2 separate regions of the Mus musculus genome follow, and region 1 is linked to region 2. A link is a contact called in public promoter capture Hi-C data. All regions are on one chromosome and are shown on one strand. Each heading gives the region's core, a stretch centred on a gene start, on an enhancer-like site or on the middle of the called end of the contact. The rest is flanking DNA. Distances are from core to core; before and after follow the strand shown. Region 1 has its middle 51 kb from the start of Nr5a2. Region 2 holds the start of Nr5a2 (nuclear receptor subfamily 5, group A, member 2).

Region 1 (5,992 bases), core at 1,109-3,608, 50 kb after region 2:
GCTAGCTGGTGAGAGTCTACTTACAAAGCAACAATGGAACACAATGAAAATAGGGTTGGAGAGAGAGATAGGAGGGGGGAAGGGGAGGACTAGGACGGGAAGGGGAGGGGCAGGGTGGGGGAGAAGTAGGATGGGGGAGGGAGTAGGTGTAGGAGGGGGGACTAACAACAATTGAGTGGGAAATATTAAGAGATAAAAAAATCATAATTTTACAAAATGTAAATTAAAAATGATAAGAGATAGCACCTTACCACCACCAGATTAAAAATTTAAAACCCAGTACACAGCCTCAAACCTCAAGAGGCTTAGTCCATAATTATTTATATTTACCTTATTTTATTTTATATTCATTTAAACATTTTTTTCATTTGTTTATTTATTGTGCACATGGCACATGTGTGGAGGTCAGAGGAAAATTCACTATGGGGTCATTTCTCTCCCTTTTCTCCTTGATGCCAACAACCTTTGAGACATCTTGTGGCCTTTTTTGTCTTTGTTTGTTTATTTGTTTGAGACAGGGTTTCTCTGTGTAGCCCTGGAAGTTCTGAAACTCACTCTATAGACCAGGCTGGCATCAAACTCAAAGAAAGATCTGCCTGCCTCTGCCTTCTGAGTGCTGGAATTAGAGTTCACCACTGCTTGTTTTTATTTTTATTTATTTATTCATTTTGAGACATGCTCTCATTTCATAGCCTTGCTGGGTTTGTAGGTGTGAAACTTGCAAGATGGATAAAGCTTACTTTGAACTTACAGCTGTTCCTCTGCCTCTGACTGCTACCTGGCAGAGTGGAGTGATTTAATGACTTTCACAAGGTCACAGATCAGAAGGCAAGGCAGAGGCAGGAATTTGAAGGCGGGCTGGTTCTGGTGTGTGAGCGAGCCCCTCACTTCTGGCCTGTCTAACAGGATCTCTGCTGTAGAATGCCAGGAACAACAGTGCTATTTCAACTTCCCCGTTAGCATTTGCGGTTTGAGGACCCTGTCTAGGGAGGAACTCCTTTCTGAAGGGGACAATGCTGGTTAGCCTAGGGGCAGGGCTGGAGATGGAGAGCGTGGCCCGTTGTTGGAGGAAGTGTGCCCTTGTGTGTTGAATTTTTAAACACACTTCTTATTACCTGAAGCAGAATGCTCACCACTTCAATCCTAGTCTGCTCCTCACCCCCCCCCATCCCCCCATGCCCCTACCCCAGAACTCACTCTGTAGACCATGCTGGCCTCAAACTCAGAAATCCCCCTGCCTCTGCCTCCCAAGTGCTGGGATTAAAGGCTTGTGCCACCACTGCCCGGCCAATTCTAGTCGATTTTGTGACACTTCTACGACATCACTTTTCCTAACCCAGAAATGTCCCAGCTCCAGTCTTGGGATTTAGGTACATTTTACAGGGCACTCCCACTTATTTAATGGCCCAGGAAAGTGTGTTGAAGTCAGAGAAGTTCTTTGCTCTGCTCTTTGGAGCATCCTGCAAAGATGGTTCCCCCAGACTCTACTAACAAGCAATTGCTGTTCTGGCAATGTGATTCACCCCAGCATCCTCCTTCCTTCTTGGATTCAGTGCAGTATGGAAAGAGCCTCAGAAGCCAGGGTTTTCTTCCTCACTGGGATAATCTGGGGCTATCCTGAGGCAGGATTGGATTTTGAGCAGTGTTGGCGATTTGTTTTTTGGGAGTACAAAGCAAGCAATAAATCTGTCACCCTGAAAAAATCAGGTTGTGACCTAAAGAAGGAGCAAATTGTGACTTCAGGTAAAAAAGAGTGACCTACCAGGGAGGGTAATTCATCATGATAACAAAAATGCCGGGCGCTCTCCAGGCCTGCCCAGGAGAAGGGCCGCAGTAAGCACATTCAGGAGATGCAAGTGTCCAAATATTTTAAACTGATCAATATTTCCAGGGCTCACAAGCAGCCCAAACCCCCGAGCATCTCTCAAAGTAAGTGCATTGCTCACCTGGTTTGTAAAGAGCAAAAACGGAGCAGAAAAAAAAATGTTGCCACTCAACAGCAGGCATTCTTTGTAGGATGAAAATAAATAAATACCTCTTGGGGATTTAAGCACAAATACATTTGGAGGGGTGAACTAAGAGATCATGTTTAAGCATATGAAAATCACTATTGGCATTAATGTGTTCCCCCATTTTTACATTAGAACTGCTGGGGAGGGGAGTTGAAGCAAATAGCTTTATCTTGGCACTCCTCAGTGATGGGTGGACAGGTGAAACAGTTCTGACTTCCACTGGTGTTGCATACTTTCCATTTGCCCTGCTACTCCTCTACCCTGCTCCAGGGCCCAGGATACTGCTCCAGCCCCCACCTGGTTCTTGGTTGGGTTTGGTCAGTGGGTGGCACCTGCTGGAGAGTGCTGGGAAGAGAGGCCTTATCTCCATGCAGGGTGGCCTCAGGCTGATTGGCCGGACTTCCCAAAGCTGTAGCTCGCTTTGGCTGGCATTTCTCCACAATGCTTTATCTCTAGGCTGCTGTACTTCGTTGACCAAGTCCATAAACACACCTTCTTTCTGATACTTCAGGCACTAAACCAGTGAGCAGTTTCTTTTCCAGTTCTTACATGGCAGGCAATTTGAGTAGACTTCAGTGTGACCAGGATACTCCTGAAATGGTCCCGACAAGTGTGATTAGTCATTGGATAACGACATGCCGAGTCTGTGAGTTCCTCTGTATTGATCCATGCAGGCTGCAGGGGTTGTGAAACTGTGATTCTGTCAGGGAGTTTTGCTAACAAGCCCTGATAGGAGGAGCCCCACATTATGTCATCCTCTGGTTCTGGTAAAGTTGAAGGCTAGATAAAACACCCACTATCTCTCTCAACCACAACAGCCATGTGGCCAGCGAGTATTCCCACTTCACAGTTGTCCACGCAACGAACTTGGCAGGCTCACCCCATTTCTCAGAAGAGATTTAATAGTGGCAAGCTTTGTACCTCAAAGACTTCATTACTCTGACCAGTTCTCTCTGCTCCATACTTACTGGTGTCCTGAGAGAGATGACCTAATACTCTATACCCATTACAAGATGAATGTGCCCCAACTTTAAATCTACTAATTTTTTATTCCCCCGAGACAGGGTTTCTCTGTATAGTCCTGGCTGTCCTGGAACTCACTTTGTAGACCAGGTTGGCCTCGAACTCAGAACTCCTCCTGCCTCTGCCTCCCCAGTGCTGGGATTAAAGGCATGTGCCACGACGCCCGGCTAAATCTACTAATTTGAATTATATAAAAAAAATCATTCTTACTTGGTGTGTGTGTGTGTGTGTGTGTATACATGCGCACGTGAGCATGTCAGAGGACAACTTGCAGGAGTTCATTGTTCTGGATTTGGAACTGAGGACATCAGTTTTAGCTGTGAGTGACTTTATGTGAGGAGCAGCTATCTGGTGTTTTTGTTGTTTGTATTTTGAAGACAAGTTTTCAACGTGTAGCCCTGGCTGTTCTGGAACTCTATAGACCTGACTGGTCTGGAACTCAGAAATCTGCCTGCTTCTACTTCCCAAGCCCTAGGGTTAAAGGTGTGACCTCCACACACTGCTATTGGAGAAACCATTTTATCTGCCTGTTATTTAGAATATTTTGGGTGAGATTAGACAGATTTCCATGGGTAGGAAGCCCGAGCCAGTGTCACAAGGTGTGTCACCTGACAAAGCACGTTTACAATGCCAAAAGCCCAGTGGGTCCTGCGGCCTTTCAGGCTGAGAGGCTCTATGGAAGCAGAAGACAAGCTCCTCCCTTTGTCCTCCTTTTGGAGACAGGGTCTTTCTATTTTGTCTGGGTTGATCTTGAACTCATAACCCTGGCTCTGCCGCAGCCCTCCAAGCCCTGGGCTTACAGATATGTGCTATACACTTTTGAGCATTGACTCTTATGTACTAATACTCTTTAAAAATTTAAAAAATACCCCTCCTTAGAAGTGGGAACAAAACACCCTTGGAAGGAGTTACAGAGACAAAGTTTGGAGCTGAGATGAAAGGATGGACCATGTAGAGACTGCCATATCCAGGGATCCACCCCATAATCAGCATCCAAACGCTGACACCATTGCATACACTAGCAAGATTTTATCGAAAGGACCCAGATGTAGCTGTCTCTTGTGAGACTATGCCGGGGCCTAGCAAACACAGAAGTGGATGCTCACAGTCACCTAATGGATGGATCACAGGGCTCCCAATGGAGGAGCTAGAGAAAGTAGCCAAGGAGCTAAAGGGATCTGCAACCCTATAGGTGGAACAACATTATGAACTAACCAGTACCCCGGAGCTCTTGACTCTAGCTGCATATGTATCAAAAGATGGCCTAGTCGGCCATCACTGGAAAGAGAGGCCCATTGGACACGCAAAATTTATATGCCCCAGTACAGGGGAACGCCAGGGCCAAAAAGGGGGAGTGGGTGGGTAGGGGAGTGGGGGTGGGTGGGTATGGGGGACTTTTGGTATAGCATTGGAAATGTAAATGAGCTAAATACCTAATAAAAAATTAAAAAAAATTTAAAAAATAAAACACAACAAACTCAAAAGGTGTAGTGGCTCACACTTGTAAATTCCAACACTTGAGAGGGTGAGGCAGGAGGATTGTTGAGAGTTTGATGCAATCTTGTGCTTCCAAATGTTTAAGATCAGCCAGGCTTTAGAGACCCTGTATCAAACAAACGACCCAAAGGTGGTAGATGAGTAGGTGGTAGATGATAGTTTCTCTCTTCATAGCTCTATTTTAAAAGTCATTGGTCATTGCCAACCAAATGGTCGTGGCACACACCTTTGATCAGAGCACTCTTGAGTTCGAGACCAGCCTAGTCCACAGAGCCAGTTCTAGGATAGCCAGGGCTACACGGAGAAACCCTGCCTTGAAAAACCAAACCAAACCACCACCAACAAAAAGAATTGCCTATCTAGCTGTCTTTATTTCTTTACTTTTCAGCTTCTTCTTTTAAAAAAATATTTATTTATTTATTTATTTATTTATTTATTTATTTATTTATTTATTATATGTAAGTACACTGTAGCTGTCTTCAGACACTCCAGTAGATGGCATCAGATTTCATTACAGATGGTTGTGAGCCACCATGTGGTTGCTGGGATTTGAACTCAGGACCTCTGGAAGAGCAGTCAGTGCTCTTAACCTCTGAGCCATCTCTCCAGCCCCAGGACCTATTTTATAATCATCTTGTCCAGATTGAAGAATCTGCTGGACACAGGTGAAACTCAGACTGGGGGGGGGGATGATGCATCAAGGCACTCATTTCATTTAATCTTCTTGCACACGGAAGGGGGTTGTCGCGCCCACACGTCACAGGGAGGGAAATGAAGGTTCAGCAGCATCTTTTCCTCTACAGCCCAGTGAGTTAAAGATTGCACCTCAAACTCCACGTTCCACTTTAGGGTTAACTTGTTCTGACAGCCGTTTCCTCAGGGGACGCTGCCGATCCACAAAGCAGCCTGGAAAAGTGGCAACGTGAGATATGTAGGACCCGGTGATTTTATCGTTGTACGCAAGTCACAGTCAACCTCAATAGAGAGCAGCACAGGTCTAAAGCGCTGCAGGTGCAGGTAAGGCGGGGCCTCCAGAGGTGGGCTTGGTCAGTGCAGGTAAGGCGGGGCCTCCAGAGGTGGGCTTGGTCAGTGATCCCACAGAAGATGGAGTTCCAGGTCCATTGGAAGATAAATTCTGGCCAGCGGCATCCTGTGCCACCCAGTGTCTACCCTTGAGTCGCCACCTGTGCCTGTGCTTCTTTCTGTTCTTTGCACTCATGCTGCAACCAGTTGTCCTTGTTTTACCTGTCTGTCTTCTTCTATTCTTCAGGCTGTGCACCCATTGCTTCTTCTACTCTCCAGTTGAGATCTAGAGCTTTCTAAGATGTTGCCTAGGCAGAGAGATGATCAAACGATTCCCCCCTAAACGTCTGTGTTTCTGTAAGTGGGGTTCATGCAGTGTTTGCTTTGTGGTGACTCTTCTCTCCTTGCCATGTCACCTGTGGCTTAGATCCGGTGAT
Region 2 (6,872 bases), core at 3,572-6,071:
CAAGGGGGAAATAAAGCAGTAATGCCATTCCTGTCTAGAAGTTTAGGACCTGGAAGGTTCTAAAACCCAGCAGAGCGACCGACCTCACTCAGCTCACACAGGTCCTTCAAGGGATGATCTTAAGCTGGGAGGGGAACAAAGACACTGTGTGTTCAGATCCTGAGCCAGGAATCCAGCACTTCTCCCCAAGAGAGGGACGACTGGATTTGTCTAAAGTGTTTCAAAACTGTCACTTTGCCCATCGTCTTTCCCCATAGGCCAACAATACGCATCCCTTCTTCTGAACTCAGTGACTCAAGCGACCTCCCCATCTTCCTCAAACTAAGGAGCATGGATGCTGTGAATGTCCTTAGCTTGCTATACATGCAGCAGCACCCTATAATGACCCTAGGCTAGGACCACCGATACCTGCTTCTCACCTCCCTTAACATCCACCTTTATCTCCCGGGCAGTTATTGCCAAGTTCATTTCACCCTTTTGAATTCTAGGGGTGATCTCCATTACAGAATACAGAGGAATACAAAGAGCCCTTTATGTTCTTTGGGGAACTCTGACCAATTTTAAGCTATAATCCCTGAATATCAGAGAGAGAGGAGAGGAGAGGGGGAGCAGACTGAGATGTGTTGCAGTTGCCGAGGTTCTCTTTACAGCTCACTCTGCTGACCATCAATGAGCTTTGCTCAAGCAAGTGAACTTTTTGCGTCTATAATTTAGTTAGAAAAGGCGCTCTAAGGGGACTGGAGAGATGGCTCAGAGGTTAAGAACATTGGCTGTTCTAAAGGACCAAGGTTCAAATCCCCACACCCACATAGCAGCTTACAACTGTCTGTAACCCTACTTCTAGGGATCTGACATTCTCCCACAGACATACACAGAGGCAGAATACTAATGTAAATGAAATTTTTAAAAACTTTTTTTTAAAAAAGAAAGAAAGTGGGTTTTACAAAGTAAACTTTACAGCTGACTGTTGATAAATAACAGTTTTGCCCTCTTTCCTGTCACGTTGCCCCAAGTTTGTCTTTCTGGTAGGAGTCACATTCTAGGACCACTAAAAATAGATCCTTTAAGAGGTCGGTACCAGCAAGCTTGTCTATCTTGTACAGATTGACACCTTCCTTATTGATCATAACATTATCCCTAGACAAAATTGCTTACCAGACGGCTGAAGTTACTTGCAGTTTAAAAGTTAGATATCTTTATCAACCAAAATATAACCACAAGATTTTGTTTGTTTGTTTGTTTGTTTTTCGAGACAGGGTTTCTCTGTGTAGCCCTGGCTGTCCTGGAACTCACTTTGTAGACCAGGCTGTCCTCGAACTCAGAACTCTGCCTGCCTCTGCCTCCCGAGTGCTGGGATTAAAGGCATGTGCTGACCACAAGATTTTTAAAGAAGTTTTTGTCTGGAGGATTTCAGATCATCTGGATTTCCCAGGCACAATCTCTCAAGCTAATGTTGCTCACACCCACAGGGGACCACTCCTCCACAGGGGACCGTCTCCCCCAACTCTCTTGAAGCCAAATGACTCTCCCAGACAAGTCTCCCTTCCTATAGGGTGAAGAGCAGTGGAGGGTTAGACGGAGAAGTCTGTACATGTGCGGTGGAGGTTGGAGCCATGGAGCAAAAGATTTCAGTCTGATGCTTAAAGAGACCATTCTTAGGCCTGGCAGTGGTGGCACACACCTTTAATCCCTGCACTTGGGAAGCAGAGGCAGGCAGACTTCTGAGTTCGACGCCAGCCTGGTCTACAGAGTGAGTTCCAGGACAGCCAGGGCTACCCAGAGAAACCCTGTCTTGAAAAACCGGCGGGGGGGGGGGGGGAGAGTTAGAGTTCTTGAGGCTTTGTCCTGCTCAACTCATGTTCATGACTGAATTCAGATCATCTCTGCCAATGGGCCAGGTAGAGACTAAAGCAGGTCCAAGCCAGGATTTGTTGCGATGTAAGTGAGCCTTTTTTAGCTTTCTGGTTTCGTGTTTCAAGTCTCAAACATTTCAAACAACCAAGTAGAGCTTGGTGTTGGGAACCTTCAGCTGCCTGAGGCGGCCTGCAGTTTGCATCTCAAAACTACCCAAAGATAGGGAGGGCATCCAGCCACCTCAGAGGGCCTGTCCAGTGCAATGAAAAAGACTCCTTAAAAGGTCAAGAAACCCTGTCTCAAACAACAACAACAACAAAAAGGTCAACTCTCCTTCAGGAAAGGGCTCAGTCTCTTCAAGCCCTAGTCTGAAGGTGCCTGCCTCCCTGCCCTGGCTTTCACACAGCTCAGTCCTGCCAAGGTTCCGGAGTGATCCTAGGTAAACAGATGGGAATCTGGGTGCCTGTAGCCTCTTTCCAGTCACCGAGATGTGGGAACTACTCTCCAAATTATCTAGAGGGATATTAAACCAGGAGAAATAAATACGCCTAAATACTACATAGACACCCCCGCCCCCCGCCCCCGCCGCGATCCTATCTCTTCCTCACTCCCACCCTCTCTTCCTTCCTTTTTTCTCTCCACTCTCTTCTTACCCCTTTGGGAGAACTGAACAGTCATTTTGAGATCTAGCGATCTGAGGGGCTTAGGTAAGCCTTGGGTTTGAGTGTAAGCTGGTCCAGGGCAGATGAGGCTCCTTCAGTATGGTTCTGGGGAAGTATGGGCCCAGCAGCCCTTGGAGGCCAGTCAGTTCTAGCTCCATCCCGCCTCAGTTCCAGCAGAGCCTTTGAGAGACTACTGCAGTACAGTGGGTGAAAACAGCTCAGCTTGCTGTCTGGCCATCTTTTAATTCACCCCGGTGGGCTAGGGACCAGCTAGGGCACCACGTGTGTGGTCCCAGATTCCTGGTAGCCCTGTGCTGGTGCAAGCCCGGAGCACGCTTCTCGGGTGCACTCGCCTGTCTGGCCCGCATCTCCCCCCCACCCCCCCCCACCCCCCCCACCCCCCGCTACGTTCCCACACGAAGTGAAGCGCTCAGCGTTCAGTGGATGCAAAGCTCACAAAGCCCTGGTTTCCCTGCCCTTTGAAGAGTCTCTCTCTCTCTCTCTCTCTCTCTCTCTCTCTCTCTCTCTCTCTCTCTCTCTCTCTCTCTCTCCTCTCTCTGCACTCACTTCCCCGTGTTTTCTTTTTAGTTAAGTACAGAACGTTTTCTTTTTTTGGTGAACATTTCCTCAATTGATACTTCAGGGCGTAGCTGGACCATAAAAAAAGCAATCAGTGCCTTAGGTGGAGTCAGCAGGCTGCCCCCAGGGAAAGGGGCAAAGCCGGGGGCCCTGATTATCCCGTTTTAACTGAGACTGGGCTGGCAATCACTGATGGCGCAAGCATCCCTGGAGAAGGGTCGACCCTGGCTCCTATCCAGAGGAAGCAAAGGGGACACGCTCTCCAGCAGGGTCACAACCTACTGGAAATTGCTTCCCTTTGTCTTTAACTTTTAGGATGAACCGAATGTTACTGTATTTACTAAATTTATGGTAAAACTCCCACATTTATGGCTCTATATTGGTATAAATGTATGTGTGGGGATGTTTATCCTTTAAAATAATGAGTCAGGAATGGTAGCTCACACCTACAGTTCTGGTATTATGGAGAGAGACAAGGAGAAAGACGACAGAGCAGGTTCCTGGCCAGCCTAGGTTATATAATGAGACCCCTTGTCTCTCAGGAAAACCAAAACCAAACTCAATCCTCACTCATCCCCAAACAACAACAAGGAACCCCAAGATGCTTCACACGGTGGCCAGGTGTGTAGCCCAGAGATTGAGTGCTTGCCTAGAAAGTGCCCAAACTCTAGGTTCCACTTGTGGGGAGGGTATGTGGTTCTTTCTGTCTTTAAAAGCAAGTCACAGTAAGTCCCCCCACCCCCAAGAATCCTTTAATAATAGGCTGACTTTGTTTTTCTTGAATGACTTTCATTTGCCAACAAACAAACAAGCAAACAAACAAAAATCTCTATAGGATCACGGTGAATGAGACATCTCATGGTCCAGTTGAGATGTCACATTGCTGGTAAGTTCCCTGTTAGTTTTATTTGATCAGTGGTTGATCAATCTTATTTGCTTGTTTCAAAATGTTCAAAACTTTACTTGGCATGGTTGATTCAAAATGATCAAAAATTGTTAAGGCTGAAATAGATGATTAACAACTGGACTTTCTGCTGGGCAGTAACAGCACACACCTTTAATCCCAGCATGGTAGACAGAGGCAGAGGCAGAGGCAGGGGCAGGGGCAGGGGCAGGGGCAGGGGCAGGGGCAGGGGCAGGGGCAGGGGCAGGGGCAGGGGCAGGGGCAGGGGCAAGTGGATCTCTGAGTCTGAGGCTAGCCTGGTTTACAGAGTGAAGTTCCAGGACAGCCAGGGCTACACAGAAACCCTGTCTCAAAACCCTAAGCTTTTTGCTAAGTGGATCTAATACAATGGCATCCCCAAACACCGGATACAATAAATGATATTCATGTGTTGAATTACTCATTTGCTTCTTTCAACTTCAAGAAAAATAAATGTGTGATATATGTGTGGGCTTATTGTATGCTTTTAATAATTACTGCAGGCAAAGTAGTACATTAAAACACAAATCCACCATTAGTAGCACAAAACAGCCAGATGTTAAGAGAGTGGCTTCCTACTTACCAATAGCTGTAAGTCCATGCTTAAGAAATTCTTGAAAATCTCCAGTATCCAAACTAGCAGACATTCTTAGCGAAATTATTGGCAGTCCTTTGGCTTACAGCAGAAATCATTGAATGTGAGAAAGATTGCAGCTTGTCATATTTTGTGACTTTGGGAAGGAAACCTCAGACTACAGTAACCCTCATTTCCTTAGTGAAAGTTAAGAAAAAGGGGGAAAAAACAGAATTCAGAAAGGCTCCAGTCCGTGTTCTCCTGGACTCTGCACTTTTTCCAGCATGTATGACCTGCTGTAAACCATGTCTCCAGTTTCATGATGGTTTCTAATCAGAAGAAAGGAAGCTTTCAATAGGCTTCAACTGGTCACATGACCCTGTGCCGGTTGATAAGAGGACCCTGTTATAAAGTGACAGCAAAAGAGATAAGAACTCTTGGCAGATAATGGCAAAGAAATGATTAACTCAGAAAAGGAGGGGTTCTTCTGCAGCCCAGAGTGTGGAAAGTTGTAAAGCCAAGGGGTCAGGAGATCATACTTAGTGGATAAAAACTCCAAACCACCTCAAGTCCACTAACTAAACTGCAGCTTGTGACATGGCCCTTTGATGTCACTGCTTCTGGCATGGGGAAGGACAGACTCTGCTCTTCTGACCTCTGCAAATACATTTTAGATGATAACATTGGCGGACATTAATTCTTTAAATGATGACTGTAGATATGATTGACACTTTGAAACCCTACAGGAGCACTTGCAAGCTCGTGGGTATTTACTTACCATTTGACCAGTTGCCTTAAAAAAAACAACCCTGTATGTTTGTTAGAAGAGGCATTAGCTTGCTTGTATATTGGTCATTGGGCTAAAGCGGTCATTTCTTTACCTCCATAAAGTAAAATACCTTGAGATAAAATTTGAGCAAAATGATACATGTATAATGCATTTTTCATATATGATTCTGTATATATAAGTGTGTATGTATTTGTGGGGGCCCCCACCTGTGTGTAGGGGGGGTAGATTGTACACTATGTGATTATGCATAAGGAGTCCAGAATACAACCTTGGGTGTTGTTTCTTTTTCTGGTTGTTTTTGGTTTTGTTTGTGTTTGTTTGTTTTCCTTGAAACAAGGGTTTCTCTATATAGCCCTGGCAATCCTGGAACTCACTCTGTAGAGCTAGGCTTGAACTCAAAGATCCCCCTGCCTCTGCCTCCAGAGTGCTGAGATTAAAGGGATTTTAAAAGATCATAGGATGTCAATTCTTGTCAGTTATTTCTTTGTTGTTATTTCTCTGAGCAATCAAACAACAGTCTGACATGCCAGAAATCTCCCTATATATAGGCTAAAGGACACAGAACTCTGCAAAACAGCTTTTTTCTTAAAAATTATTTAGGTCTCTGAAGCATCACTCTTCATATAATACATCTTCTAGAAGCTAAAATGGAGTAACTCAGGTATAGTTGAATAATGGAGTGTACAAGTTTAGCATACATAAATCCCCAGGCTCAACTAGGTATGGTGACAAACTTTGTAACTCAACACTCACAGACTGAGGCAGGAGGATGGTGCACTGAAGGCAACCCTGGGCTGTGTAGCAATAATTTCCCCCACAAAAGCAAAGGGAGGAACTGGAGAGGTGGCACAGTGGTTGAGAGCTGGCTGCTCTTGCTGAGGCCCTGGTTTGGTCCCCAGCACCGTCATGGCAGCTCACACAGTACCCGCATGGCAGCTCAGAACCGTCTGTGGCTTCTGCTCCGTGGCTCTGTGGCTTCTGCTCTGTGGCTCTGTGGCTTCTGCTCCGTGGCTCTGTGGCTTCTGCTCCGTGGCTCTGTGGCTTCTGCTCCGTGGCTCTGTGGCTCTGCTCCGTGGCTCTGCTCATGCTGCACACACAGTGGGCAGATGTCCACACAGAGAGAAGATTCCTGCACCTAAAGTAAAAATAAATACATCTTAAAAAAAAAAAAGCAAATGGCACAAAAAAAAAAAGAGGAAATTAGCCTAGAGAAACTTTAAAACATTTCAATGGAAAATATTACCAAACCTATTATGTATCATTTGTTATACATAGCTCATTGTAAATGAAAAAATAGTGATTGAAAGTAAAGGCTGTGGGGGTGGGTATGGGGGACCTTTGGGATAGCATTGAAAATGTAAACGAGGAAAATACCTAATTAAAAAAAAAAGAAAGAAAAAAAGAAAGTAAAGGCTGGGCAGTGGTGGCACAGGCCTGGAATCCCAGCATTTGGGAAGCAGAGGGCAGGTGTAAGCTCAAGGCCAGACTGGT

The links. Promoter capture Hi-C pulls out the DNA fragments that hold promoters and counts their contacts.
Region 1: a promoter capture Hi-C map of liver shows a contact between it and region 2, with 6 times the contacts expected there. The contact joins the enhancer-like site here to the promoter of Nr5a2 in region 2. A contact is called at or near these places in 2 of 39 promoter capture datasets (both in liver), 10 of 484 Hi-C or Micro-C datasets (granulosa cells, liver and nephron progenitors), 5 of 115 datasets of contacts at active chromatin or transcription factors (embryonic stem cells and hepatocytes) and 2 of 9 other capture datasets (adipose tissue and liver).

What each region holds. Positions count from the first base shown.
Region 1 is chr1:137,008,048-137,014,039 of GRCm38.p6, forward strand. No RefSeq gene overlaps it. Among named protein-coding and RNA genes, the nearest start is that of Nr5a2, 51 kb to the left of the region's middle. Within about 2 kb of position 2,359, at least 14 of the 459 cell types and tissues checked have an H3K27ac peak or open chromatin away from gene starts, as enhancers often do. A contact at or near this core is called in hepatocytes and liver, where this site is marked.
Region 2 is chr1:136,955,627-136,962,498 of GRCm38.p6, forward strand. It overlaps Nr5a2 (nuclear receptor subfamily 5, group A, member 2), which reads right to left and starts at 4,822. Exons shown (of 9, transcript NM_030676.3): 1 at 4,601-4,822. The coding sequence starts at 4,664.